Linked DNA regions of Rattus norvegicus: all the other regions are linked to region 2. A link is a contact called in public Hi-C data. All regions are on one chromosome and are shown on one strand. Each heading gives the region's core, a stretch centred on a gene start, on an enhancer-like site or on the middle of the called end of the contact. The rest is flanking DNA. Distances are from core to core; before and after follow the strand shown.

Region 1 (4,734 bases), core at 296-2,795, 76 kb before region 2:
GAAAATGAATTGTTCATTTGGAAGCATTGTATATGAAAAATCTTTGAAAAAACCTCTTTCAGATGGTTTCCTTTTTCATATTTGTAAATTTTAATGGATATTTTGTGAAAAGTGCTCTTAGAGTATAAAACACTAACTCACCAAACCTCTCTCCTTAATTCCTAGTAGGAAAAAAGAAAAAGAGGGGTAGTGATTTCAAGAACAAAACAAAACAAAATCAGAAAATATAGAGCTTTAAAGTCACATATGGAAGGAAATAAACAGGTTTGCAGTCAAAACAAGTCATAAAAATGACTTACACTGACCTACGCTTTATGGTAGTTTTCAGGCGTCATGTGGGTGGCCCCATGCCTCCTTCCTTTGGGCTGTTTAAAGGGCGGTCCTTTTGAAAGCCTCTTTACCTGCTTTATGGGCTACCGCCCTCCCCACGGTCTCTGAGCTATTTATCTGTATTCGTGGAAACTGCAGCCATTGTTAGAGCCCGCGGTTAGTAACCAGCTGCTTTTCCTCCGTCCTTCCGCTCACTGTTAGGTTAGGATACGGATGGTACCCTCCTCTGTATGTCACGGGGCCATGTGTTCGGGGTACAGTTTGAGAGCCATACTAAGTGGAAATTGCTTTTATGACTATTTAAGATGGGAGGTAGACTCCTGAGGAAAGTGTTCCATAGAGTGAGTAGCTCCCCAGCACCTACTGGCCTGGCCTGGGTTTGAAACTGAGAAGTTCTCTGAATGGAGTGCTAGGCAAGAGAAGGGCGAGCCGTCTCATCTCATACCTGCTCTACAGTGGGGCAAACACTGATGTACGCAGAGCCATTGGCTCAGCACAGACATAAAGACTGGAATGGGACCAACCTCAAGAATTAAGTCAGGCTAGTCTGGAGGTCCCAGCTATGGAGGCTGAGACAAGACAACCACTGGAACCCAGGAGTTCCAGTTCAGCCTGAGTAACACTGAAAGGACTTCTCTCAAAGAGTTCTTCTTGTCACTAAGTATACAGCACAAATGTCACACTACACTACTTACTGCCTATATGTATAAGACTGGATATAAATTTGGCACAGCGAAACATTACATGCTCAATAATTTATTAGTTTATAAAATGCTATTGCTACAATTTGAATTCACCATTATTATTTTTTATAATAATTTAAATTTCATTTATCTAGTGCTAGATATCAAGGAAGTAACTAAAAAAATTATTCTTAAAGAAAATAAGGCCCAATATGGTTGCCTAAGAGTAAATTTGTTGGAAGACAGCACAAATTCTTTTCAATCACACACATAACTTTCTAAAGTAAATCTTAAGATAAAAATGTCAGGCTGCGATGGATGCTAATGGCACTAATAGTCGCCATTTATGTGACTGTATGTTCAGTTTGATACGCAGTCCAATTACTCTTTAAGAACGAAATGGCAGAGCCCCCTCACACCTGATCACAGTTATGCACATGATCCACGTCCATGCTGCAAGTACTGTCCCTTTAAATGCGGACGCCACTCCCTTCTTGCTAAGGCTTCTCTCACCTTGCACTTTGGACACTTCTGGGCATTTCTCTGCCCGTGCTCAATCTCACTGGCCCAGTGACGCAATAACTTGTCTCCTTTTCTGTACTCCTTGCAGTTAACACCTTCATGCCAAGGAGAGTGGCACTTAAAACACCAGATGAATTGGCAAGTGGGACACTGGATCTGTGCAAGAGAAACAGTCATTAGTACCCATGAGGCATACTGAGTATTTTCTATCACTGTGATAAACACTGTAAACAAAAGCAGCTTCGGTAGGAAAGGGGTTGTTTGGCTTACACATTCCAATCACAGTCCGTCATGGAGGGAAGAAAAGGGAGTGCAGCTGGACCTGAAGCAGAGACCACAGGGGAAAACACGCTTGCTGGCTTGCTCAGCCTGCTCTTATATAACCCAGGACCGTCTACCTAGGGTAGCACTGCCCAGAGTGGGCTGGGCCCTGCTTTATCAATCATTATTGAAGACAATGCCCTCCTGATGGAGAAATTTTCTTAGTGAAGGTTTCTTCTTCTCAGACAGCCTGAACCTGTGTCAAGTTGACAAAAAAATTAACCAGCATAGTGCCTCAAAGATAAGAATGTCAGTGCTTTGGGAAATTAACCAAAAGCTTATTATTTGACATATTTTTCCCAAAACCAGAAAAGCTTCCCACTAAAATAGAAACACTCTGCTACTGAAAGAGGAAAACATCGTTTTGAAAGGATAGTTTGTTGTTCAGAGACTACTCAGGCATTAACTAAGCATGAGGCGTTTTCATTTTGAAAACAATTTGGTTGTTGAAATCTCCCCCCACTGAAGCACAGAATGAATCCTGAAGGCACCACATCTGATCTCTTTGACCATTTGTCAATTCACCTGTCCCCCGAGCCAACTTTCTAGTCTTTCCATTGCTTTTCTCGCCGAAGGCTTGCTTAACGCACAAGTGGAAAGCACAGTGCTGGTGCCACGCTGCTGAGCCAGCACTGAGGGTCCTGTTAGAGAGGTGCAGTATGTGGACTTGCTGGTGGCACTAGGACACCATCAGAAGGAAGCCTTTGTGGTGAATGCCGATGTATGGATATGCTCATTGGGAACATCTGACGTCCACTCAGCATGGAAGTTATCTTTTTAGAATGGCAGTGCTGTGTTCTGCTTCATGCAGTATTCTTCATTCTCGTTATGGTGTGATAAACGCACCATCGAATCCCTGAACTCCAGCGCCAAATTCTAGCATCATCAGATGAGAAGATGTAAGATCTCTTGTAAAGGAAATAAAACAACAAGCCTGAGGATCTGAGTTCAATCCCCAGAACCCATGTTTAGCAAGAGCCAGACATAGAGGTTGGTCACACTTGTAACTGTAACTCCGGGACCAAGTGGCCGTCCAGTATAGCCTAGCTCAGTGAGTAAGATGTAGTACACGGCCAAGCAAAAACGCTCAAGGAGGATGGTGCTTAACGTTGAACTCTGCATGAACATACTTGTACGCACGGATACTCAGACACAGACAAACATACACTGCTGTCTCCTTCCCCTGCAGGGTTTTAAATCAGATTTATATTGTATTTATTAGTGAATAGAAGAAGTAATGTATAGTTACTTTGAGACCAGGAAACACTTCACAAAGGTGGGACACTACAATGGCTCAAGGATTCTTATAGACAAAAGTTGAATTACATCTACAGCTTTTGAACAATGATAATTAGAAATATTCAATTATATTAAGGTATCATAGTGAAGGAGTCAGGCACCTGGTGCCTACACCAGAGAATGTGGTACAAAACAAAAAGTCCTACTAATTCTTACCAACACAGATTTGGAGACAAACTGAGAGAGCCACTGTGAAGCAAGATCTGAAGTAACTATGAATAATAAAAATTCATACTGAGCTAAAATAATATAGGACGATAGCAACTTTGACCTCAGAGAATATACCTGAATAGTTATAGACCTGGTTTTTGTCTGAAGATGCCACGATGCCTTATTCATTATGACATTAACCACACTCAAAATCAGCCTTATATCAATGCAGATACCAACGCTGCCTCGTGTTCAGCTATTGCCCTCAGGAGATGCCAGTTCACAACCACAGGCCCACCACATGGAGTTTGCCTTCTGGAATAAAATTATCTTCACACAGATGCATCATAGTTCCTCCTTCCCACCGGGACTGGTTTGAATGTGAGATGTGATACCTGCTCTCCAGCTGGGGGCACTGGAACATAGCCTCTCTGTGCTCCCAGAAAACACTTCCTAGAAGATTTCCCCTCAGTGATGCTGGTCTCTTCTTGATCTCCACTGATTTCTTAGCTCCAGCTGACCAGCATCAACAGTCCCAGTAACGCAAAGGTTCGCTTTAGGAGTTCTGGTGTCTTGTTAATCACAGCCCCAGCTAACCAAACCACAGAATCTTCACAACTAAAACAACCTGACAAGTGGCCCTGACAAGTCTTTAATCTTCCCTCTGAAACGTTACAAGCCAGGATGGATCCTTTGCACTGTTCTCAACATTAGCTTCCAAGCGCCCACAGAACATCCCACAGAGCTCTTAACACCCAATGGTTCTTCTAGCCCAAAGCTCCAAAGTCCTTCCACAGTCCTCCCCAAAACATGGTCAGGTTGTCATAGGAACACCCCACTTTGGTACCAACTTCTATATTATTCAGGGTTCTCTAGAGTCACAGAAGTTATGGATAGTTTCTATATAGTAAGGGAATTTGTTATGTTGACTTATAGTTTGTAATCCAATTCCCCAACAATGGTTAGCTGCGAATGGGAAGTCCAAGGACGCAGAAGTCGCTCAGTCCCACACGGATGGTTTTTCAGATGGCCTTCTGTAGAAGTAGAGTCCTACAGATGTGCTGGCAAGTAATTGCAAGCAGGCAAAGAAGAGTAAATCTTTTTTCTTCCAATGTCCTTATGCAGGTCTCCAGCAGAAGGTGTGGCCCAGACCACGCCTGGATCTGGGACTTGTTTTGTTCCAGGCTGATCTTGAACTCAGAGATCTTGCCTTACTCTCCTGGGATTAAAGGCGTGTACTACCTTGCTGAGCCCTAAGCTTTTTATAGCCACTGTGCTTCAAGATCTCCATGTCAAGATCCAGGTCAGAAACTTGTGTCTCCCAGCCTCAAGATCTGGATCACAGGTGATTATAGTTCATTCCAGATATAGTCAAGTTGACAACAAGGAATAGTCCTTACACATACCCATGCTAAAGTTTCAAAAGGAC
Region 2 (4,885 bases), core at 1,063-3,562:
GACTTCACCCTCAACCTGTTCCTTCTCCCCCTTCTCAACGCAACTCAAAACACCAACTTCCTAAAACCAACTTATGCTGAAAAAAAATGTAAAGAAAATTGCTTCGGAGAACAGGGCCTATTGTAAAATAATCAAACTGTTAGGCAGGGTATCGACCCACCAGAAATACCGACCTTGAACACAAGGTTGTAAGGAGCACTTAACAGTTAAAGCCTGGAGTTGGGCATAATAGGACAAAGTTAATTCCAGAGCTCAGGAAGTAGAGGCAGTAGCTCAATGGTTCAAGGCCAATCTGGGGGTACTTAGCCAGTTAAAAGGCCACACTGGGCCACACAGCAACCTCCTGCCTATGAATGAATGAATGAATGAATGAATGAATGAATGAATAAGTGAACGACTAAATAAACAAATAAAAGCTAAGTACTCCTTGGTATTGGTGTTTACACTTCATTAGATGCTACTCTGTGCTACATATTTGAGTGCATTTGTTCTCACCATGACTTCTCTGGAGCAAGGTCCATTTCTTGGGAATGTCTGGATCCCACCACAAGGCTGTATATACGGACAGCAGCCTTATCCGTACAAGGATGATGTCATAGAAACAACCGCAAACAAACAGCAGACATTCCTGTCTTAAGTCCCCACTAGTGGATACATTCTAGAACAGACACCATACTCTCTCAGGGCATGTGGGTAATCTCAGCCACTTGGGCCAGGCTCCTGTGAGTGTAACATTCCATTCTGTGTAAGTTTGCCTTTGCACTTCCAGTTGGGCACACTACACCCTTTCAGACCAGACCCCATCAATGGAGCTGCCCACAAAAATACACAGGAACCACTGTTCAGACCCCTGTTCAAACTGCCTTCAGCCAATACAGGCAAACACTATCATTTGAAACTATCCGATTCGGACTATAAATCGGCGTCCAGACAGTCTGTCGGGACAAACAGGCAGGCCGAGAACCATTTCAGTGCAGGAAAGATTGGAAGACGCATTTTAAAAATATCTGAGCAGGGGCCTGGAGGATGAGGTAAAGCAGCGTCACAGAGAAGCTGGCACCTGAACAGACGAGGTTTTGAAAGATGAATGGGCCTAGGACAATCAGACACGGGATCAAAGGGCATTGGGGATTGTGCAAATTGGTGGCAGAAACACCACTGACTGGAAACCATGAAGAGGGCTGCAGTGTTTCTCAAGCTTTCCAAGAAAAAAACCAAGCCCTTTACAGGAGGGTGGAGGGAAGTTCGGTGGCTGCCTGTTTGGTTAAACCTCTGGTCTCTCTGCTTTGTTTGCCTCTTTCTGTTTTGTTTCTCTTTTAAAGAACTAAAAGTACTGTGACGGCTTAAAATTTCTGTGGAGAAAGGTATTTTACCTTCAATATAGAGGAGTGGGCAAGAGCTTTTCGTGGTATTATTATTATTATTATTATTATTATTATTATTATTTTACATTTCTCTGGCTATACAAAGGCAAGGAATTTACAATGCAGGTTATCACAGCCCTGACACACTAAATCCAAACCTTCTCTTCACCAGCTCCACAAATATTTATTTTATGCTCACTGTCTGTTAGTTTCTGGGATGCCAGGCCTGTGAGGCAGTCTTTCTCCTCTCCTCGGAACAAGCTCTTGCATGCAATCCACAGACAAAATAATCAGAGGGCAATCCACCTCATTCCTCCTGTAGCTGCCAAGCAAAACCTGAACCTCAGAGCAGAGTTAACCAGCCAATAAACCAGTGTGGGTAAAACGCACCCAGTAACAACTAGGACGCTAGCAATTGCTGAAGGCCCCGGGTAAGGGGACTTGGTCACCTCTTCCTTGCTAGGAAGCTTAATGCTTTGCCATGGTGATCAGGGCTGAGGGTGGACAGAGAGTAGTGGGGAGTTACCTGAGAGCTCAGGTAGATTTTGAGGCACTCCTCGCACACCGCCTTCTTGCAGCAGGGCAGGGGCTTGATGGGCTTGTCTTCCAGGCACACCCGGCACATCAGCACCATGAGGGGCGCATAGGGGTCCCCTACCCCGCCCAGGCCAGAGTAGGGTGGAGCTCCTAATAGGCCAGGCACGGAGAAGGGCTCCGGAGCCAGGTAGAACTCCAGCTCGATGCTGCCGCCGTCGGGGGATAGGGGGTCAGCCGGGAGCGACAGCGGGGAGCTTGGAAAGGAGGCAGGCGGACTGGCGGGAATCGGCCCCGGCGGTGCTTGAGGTGGGGACTCCGGAGGCGACGGGGACTCGGCGGAGGGGGCCTCGGGCAGGTCGCTCTCCACGCAGTACACAGAGCAGAGGACTTGCGGCTTGGCGGGGGGCGGGTGTCGCTGGGCCAGCACGTCCAGGAGCAGCCCGTCGCGGGGCTGCTGGCCGGGGGACGCCTCTGGCCCCGTTCTCTCCTCCTCGCGCTCCAGCTGTAGTTCCAGACTCTGGGGGTCCAGGGGCCCGGTGAGTGGCAGTCGCGCGGGCTGCCCCGCAGGGGCCCGGTTGCTCGCAGGCTCCGGAGCGCTCGCGTCCACGCAGCCCGGGTCTCTGCCGTCGCCGCCGCCGTTCGGTCGTGAGGAGGAGGAGGAGGAGGCGGCGGCGCGCGGCCCGGTATCCCCGGCGCGGTCCCCTCGCGGCCTGGGGGACTCGGACTGGCCCGCCGAGCCTCCGCCAGGGGCCCGCGCCTCCCGCGGCCGGCCGCTGCCGCTCACCGTGCTCTGCTCCTCGCCCATCGCCGCCCGCGGCCCGCGCCGCCGCCGCCCATCCAGCCGCCGGGACCCCCAGCCGGCGCCGGGCAGCGCGGGCAAGCGGCTCGGCTCCACTCGCGGCGGCGCTTCTGCTTCCGGGTCCCTCCTCCGGGGCCGGGACGCCCCTAGCGCCCTCCGGGGAGCCCGTGCTCCCGGGCCGCAGCGCGCGGGCAGCCGGCTCCTCCTCCTCCACCTCCTCGCTGTCGTCGTCCTCCGGTGCGGCCGGGCACCGCCTCGGGGACGCCGAGGGCCTCAGGCTGCGGGGGCCCGGCCCGCGTGCAGGTCGGGGCGGTGCCGCGGTCCCGAGAGCCCCGGGTGGGGCGGAGGAGTTCCCGGGAGGGGGGAGGAGACCGTCAGTCCCGCGCCATCCCTGTCCCCACGGCTGGGCGCGCAGCCGGCGATCCCGAGGGTCGCGGGACCAGTGGCGTCACCGAGAGGTGGCCGAGCCCGCTGGCGATGGCCGGTGCCCCCGGGGGAGAGGCGGGAGCCGGAGACCTCCCGCCCCTCACGCAGCACCTGGGGCTCTGCTCCCTCCCCCTTTCCCCACCCCTTTGGCACACACCTCCCACACCCACACACATACATACGTGCACACACACACACACACACACACACACACACACACCACGGGTGCCCGCGCACACACTTGCACACACACACACACACACACACACACACACACACACACACACACCACGGGTGCCCGCGCACACACTTGCACGCACACCGGAATGAGGGTGATCTAAGCTGAGCTGCACTCTAACCCCTAAGAGTTCACCACGCTGTGCTCTGCTTTAAGTAGAACTTCCTACAAAAAGGGCTGCAACCTAGGCTCTGGACAGAGAACACACTGGGATGTCACGCTGAAGAAGTAGAGGCGATGGTGTGCCTTCTGCCCAGTTCCCTGTTTTCTGCCTGGTGCAACAGGAAGGATCTTTGAAAACCACAAATAACCCAAAAAGCACTTGTCGCCTACTCCTCCAACTAGAATACTTACAAGCACTAACTAATCTGAGATTTACCGCTTTTCCTCTGCTCAGTTGTTCTCTCGGGAATTGTTTTTGTGGGCTTTTTGTTTTATGTTTTGTTTTCTTTCTTAACCCCTGTAAGTGGGTAGCCTGGCCTAATTAATCAGCTGCATCATCATTAGGAATCTGGGAGACTTTCATTAACATAACCATATCCATACCCAAAAACTGTTTCCAAGACAACAATTATATCTCAGCCAGAACATAATTATGTGTTGATCTATCTTTATTTTACAGGAAGTATTAGTCACCCAAACACTGGTGTGTTTTAGTTTTCTAAAGCCAATGAAAACATTTTTGGGAAACCAACCTTTTTTATTTTTTAAAACTTGGTAGGGAATTCAATTTACACATTCATGTCGAAGGAAAAAGCTGTTAAGTTTGTAGTTTTTTTTTCTTTTTTTGCATTGAAGTTGTTATTGATTTGTTCTAAAATATTTTCCGAGGGAAACACAGATGCTACAGGGGAACTAAGAATTCAGTATTGCCCAAGTGGGTTTCCGTCAGGAGCGGTTGAAGCTCAGGTACACATGAGCATGGTAAAATGCCTCCAAGATGCCCTATCACTCATTTGTCTGACCGGAGAATGAAGAATAATTATTTGGATGATTAAATGGGGCTCAAGCAGCCTGGAGAGATAGCTCATTCAATCAAACATGGCGATCTGAAGTCAATCCTCACTGCGAAAGCACAAACCCACTGTCAAGCCCAGACAGGTACCTGGGTGTGGAAGTCCAGAAGACTGGCCATCTTCCTGTGCAAGGACTACCTGCCTTTTTCGTACCAGGACTTCCTCCTGCTACATGCTACTGGCATTTCTAAACATAGGAGCATGTTATTCCCATCGTCCTCTAGGGAAATCCTCACTTGCCTGAATCCTGGGCCTGGCACCCCTAACATTTGGTCTAGGACCCACAAGTCCCCAACAGCACAAAAGAGGAATCATAATGCAATCCCACAATGGTGGTTCTTTACTCAGTTTCTCCCAGACTCATGAAGCACCAATAATAATTGTGCTGATGGAACTTCTTTTTCTTTCTTTAAAAAAAAATGGTTGAAAATATAGTTACTAGCTGGGCGGTGGTGGTGCACACCTTTACTCCCAGCACTTGGGAAGCAGAGGTAAGGTGGATCTC
Region 3 (4,476 bases), core at 1,040-3,539, 99 kb after region 2:
AACAGTCAATGGGCAGAGGTAGGCAGATCTCTGTTAGTTGGTCTATATATGAAATTTCAAGTCAGTGGAGGCTACGTAGTACAATGCTGTCCAATAAATAAGTGGATGAAATAAAATTTAAATAAATCAATTTTAAACAAACTCAATGCATTAAACATTTTCAGGTGTTTGAATCCTATTATAAAAATAAACATCTGAACAAATTTAATGCAGAAAAGAGGAGATGAGGGGGCTGACAAGATGGCCCATTGGTTATGAGCACTTATAGCTTTTGTTGAGAACCCAGGTTTGGTTCCAAGCACCCACATCAGCTCACTTACTGCCTCTTGTGGTTCCAGTTCTAGGGGATCTGATGCCTTCTGAGTCTTTTGGAAACCTGCACCTACAACTACGTGATATACATAAATGTGTGTAAGCACACCTACATACACATAACAAATAAATCAATCACTAAAGCAAAGAGTCAAGATTTGAGAAGTGAAGAGTGACAAGGGTAAAGACTGAGAATTCTGGCTTTTGTGGTCACATGCATCATCTATTAATCTCTAGCTGTGCGGTTATGAGATAATTACGTGTCTTTTCAAGCCTTTATGATTAAAAGGAGGCAATGAAAACGTAAAGGATCTGTTGTAATAGATATAAACAGTGAATGAACTCTGACATAAGACACACAATGCCTGGAAGTGATTAAAAAAAATAAGTGCTAGGGTTCATGAGATTTGGATTTTTTTTTTTCTTGATGCTCTCATTTTATAATAAACTCGTAACTCTATTACTGAGAATGCTTTGATTTGGACATCTTCTAGTTAAGAGGATTCTGCATGTGATTATTATTAAAATACAACCTCTATGATAAAGGTCATGCAATATTAGACATGAAGAAAACCACTGCCATTTAGCAGCGGTTTTATAGCTGTTGTGGAGGCACTCGTACTCACTTCTTAGTCTGCTCAACCACCGGGAACCACAGTGGAATTTACCTTATGTCACCTTTTCCCTCCCAGTTCCACCTTTACAAACCCCTCCTCCTTCCCTCCATTGTCCTCTCCCCTTCTCCTCAGAGAATGGGAGCCCCCTATCCCCTTGTCTACCACTTCATACTGGGACATCTAGTTCAAGCAAGACTGGGCACATCCTCTCCTATTAAGGCCAAACCAGGCAGTCCAGTTAGGGGGAGTGGATCAAAAGCAGGGAGTAGAGATGAGACAGTCCTGCTCCACTTCATATTCACATGAAGACCAGGCTGCACATTTGCTGCACATGTGTAGGGAACCTAGGTCCTGCCCATGCATGCTCCCTGGTGGCCCAGTGTCTCTGAACCCCTGTTATGTTAGTTGACCCGAGTTCTTGTGGTGTCCTTGATCCCTGTGGCTTGCTCAATTTTATCACCTGCACAGTACAATTCTTAAAGATTCGGAATTGAGTAGGAAAAATTCTGTTTTAGGAGCTTCACAGAGAGAAAGAGGCACAAAAATACCCAGTCACGTATTTTTGCTTTCTATGGGAATATGATAAAGGTATATTATCGATCAATGAGGGGTTAATTCCTCTTTGTATGCTTTAAATCATCTTATTGACTGAATCACTCACACCTTAAAGGACACCTTTCTCTTCTTTCTCCTCCTCTTCTTCTTGCTCTTCTCCTTCTCTTCCCCCCTCCTTCTTCTTCATTCCTCCTCATCTTCTTTTTTCTTTTCCTTTTCCTCCTCCTTTTGTTCCTATTTCTCCTCCTCTTCTTCTGGATATAGAAACTGTTGCATATAAGTCATGAAATGGTTTGTACAATGTTTGGTTGAACTTTGCAAATTACCAATGTTTCTGTTTTGATGTCTAAACTGATGAAATTACAGATACATAAATCTGTCTAAGCATAGGTGAAATTACAAATGAATAAAGTAGATATGAATATAATTATCAGAAAAAGAAACAGTCTGGATCATATGGTAAGTGACTGATAATCAAAACAGTTGATCATCTGGATTGCCTTGGGCATGAGCCCTAAATTTTTAGCAATACAGAGAAAGCAAGATGTGTTTTTAACAAGAGGGAAATAACTTCATTCTCTATAACCAAGTATTTTCAGCATTTAATTAGTGCTATTTTACATAAAAATACAAAAAAATTGTGTTTTCATTACTTATGTGAGTGATGAGTAAAAAGTATGTGTGTAATGGAAAAAAAAAGCCAGCAAACATATTGCTTTAATAGCATTAAAGGACTTTGTATCGCATTTATTGAAATAAATTATCTTATATTTAAATCCTTGGATAGTGCCTCAAAACTCACTTTTTAGTGTGTCTCTGGCTTTATTTGCCTAGACTCTTTATTACTGTTGTAGTCATAGCCGGGCTGGGATGTAGTTCAATTGGTACAGTGCTTGTATAGCATGCAGAAAGCCTTGGCTCCTGTCTCTGCCACTGTATTAAAACAGTCACAACAATGCCTTCCTGCTTGTGCTCCCCACTCTAAGGAAGATCAGAAGTTCAATGTCATTCTCAGCTAGAGAGGGAATTTGAGGTAAGAAGGGGCTGCATACGACCTGTCTTAAAAAAATCAACCAAAGCAAGCAAGCGAGCAAACAAACAAACAAACAAACAAACACAAATAACCAGGAAAGGAAGGCAGGATATTCCAGAACCATAATGAAGAAGACATCAGAGACAATCAAAGAATGAGAAACACTTGACTCCAGGTTATGTGAGTGCCAGCAGGCTCAGGGAACTGAAAAGAACATCCTGCCACAGCTGGCAACTTAGCAGGTGCTGCTGTATGGCTGCGTGGCTCTGCATTCTGGGAAAAATATTCACAAACCTGGAGACAGAATCCCTCGGAGAGCCTCCAGGAATTACTAGGGACCAGTCCATGCTTTGATTTGAGCCTGTGGGATCTGAAGAACTGTAGGGTTTCTAACTTAGAGAATTCCACCTAATATAGTTTGTTGCTTTTAACAGTTCAAGTGCAACAGTTTTTGAGACATCAAGAAGACAGTCACGTCTTCTCTCTTCTTACTTGCTATGCTTGTCCTACTGTGCTATCATCTACCTCTTTCCTTATCCATGTTCTTAGTTCTCCTCCCTTTCTGAAATCAGAGAAATAGAAGAAAAGGCTATTCTGTTCTTGCCTTTCACAAAGGACCCATTTCCTCCTATATTGCAATTCTAAGGTGTGGCTGGAAGGCTTTCAGTGGGTCACTGAGGACCAGAAGGGCTTTGGAAAACATGTTAGGAACCATGTCTGTGTATGGAACTGGGGTAACTCATGGGCCTTGTGTGGATGTGTCTTTCATGTCATGGTCAGAAATTTGATTTTGTTTTACCTGTATTTAGAATTTAAGAAGACAAGGCAAAGAATGTTTGAAAGCTACCTGAAGGTCAAGGGTAGTGATTCTAGGGTGAGAAACTGGTGGTTTGTGGCCAAGATGCTGAGAAGGACCTTATATGTGATACACAGAGGGTGTACCTCACAGAGAAGATTCTCTTGTACATGAAGCAGTCCAATTAGGCTTTCGAGGCTATCAGTGCTCATCTTTTATTGTGAGCTTGATATACAGAATGTCACTTCTTGTCGCAATATATGGTGCCACTCAAGTGAGGACACACTCCCTGTCATCCTGATGCAGACCTTCTGTAACTGGCTTCACATGTGTGCTTTCCTCAGCCTTCTAAACTGTGACTCTTATTCCCACGATGCTTCCAAGGTTCTAAAGCAAAAAGGCTCATTGCACACAGCTTCGCAGTGACAGTAGCTCTCTGCAGAGAACACTAAGAATCATGTTGTCCATGTTGCATTAAGTTTTTCCAACATGGGTTAAGGCTTTTCACCATTGCAGGGATCTTAGAACTTAAAAAAATTGAGACAGGTTTATCTGTTTCATAGCAGAAGGCATTCATTCCTCTTTGGGTTTGTCTTTATTTTCCTGTATACTTTATTCTGAGAACTTGAGGTCTGCAAAATGCTTTCAGTTATCCTGGAGTCTCAGAAGGATTGCATTACTAAATGAATGAGCAAACTAACATTTGGACACTAAACTACAGTGCCTTAGAGGGCTATGCTGAAGACCTATAAGATAGAGAGCCATACATCTTAGTAGAAAGCTTCAGCAAGCACTTAGAAGCTTGATTTTCATGTATATAGAAGAGAGTAATGCTTTCATATTGATTTTATCTGAACATAAGATCTTAAATAAGCTTGGGTATTTACTATAAATGTACAGAAATGTTAGAGTGTATTTATTGGAAAGATCAGAGAAAAGTGAATGGTTGAAAGGATTAGTGAGCACAGTTGTAATCAGGATGGGGGAATCCTTCAAAATAACCTTTAGACCTTTTGAGGCTACTTATCTGTGATTCTATGCAGAATGGGTTAGATAAATAGCTTAGACAAAATATTTTTTATAAATTAAATATACAATTGATATTTGACTTTCCTACCAGTTCAGTTTTAGTGAAAGTATAATATGTAATTAAAGGTTGCGGT

Evidence for each region. Hi-C and Micro-C count contacts between places; a contact is called where the count stands out from the background.
Region 1: a Hi-C map of liver shows a contact between it and region 2, with 4 times the contacts expected there. The contact joins the enhancer-like site here to the promoter of Rnf217 in region 2. A contact is called at or near these places in 6 of 12 Hi-C or Micro-C datasets (the A7r5 cell line, Schwann cells, kidney and 2 more).
Region 3: a Hi-C map of the A7r5 cell line shows a contact between it and region 2, with 2.9 times the contacts expected there. The contact joins the enhancer-like site here to the promoter of Rnf217 in region 2. A contact is called at or near these places in 2 of 12 Hi-C or Micro-C datasets (the A7r5 cell line and mammary epithelial cells).

The regions. Positions count from the first base shown.
Region 1 is chr1:27,908,877-27,913,610 of GRCr8, reverse strand. Rnf217 (ring finger protein 217) reads right to left here. Exons shown (of 6, transcript NM_001106204.1): 3 at 1,527-1,691. Among named protein-coding and RNA genes, the nearest start is that of Rnf217, 76 kb to the right of the region's middle. Within about 2 kb of position 1,545, at least 10 of the 93 cell types and tissues checked have an H3K27ac peak or open chromatin away from gene starts, as enhancers often do. A contact at or near this core is called in kidney and liver, where this site is marked.
Region 2 is chr1:27,833,168-27,838,052 of GRCr8, reverse strand. It overlaps Rnf217 (ring finger protein 217), which reads right to left and starts at 2,312. Exons shown (of 6, transcript NM_001106204.1): 1 at 1,891-2,312. The coding sequence starts at 1,998.
Region 3 is chr1:27,734,069-27,738,544 of GRCr8, reverse strand. No RefSeq gene overlaps it. Among named protein-coding and RNA genes, the nearest start is that of Rnf217, 99 kb to the left of the region's middle. Within about 2 kb of position 2,289, at least 2 of the 93 cell types and tissues checked have an H3K27ac peak or open chromatin away from gene starts, as enhancers often do. A contact at or near this core is called in the A7r5 cell line, where this site is marked.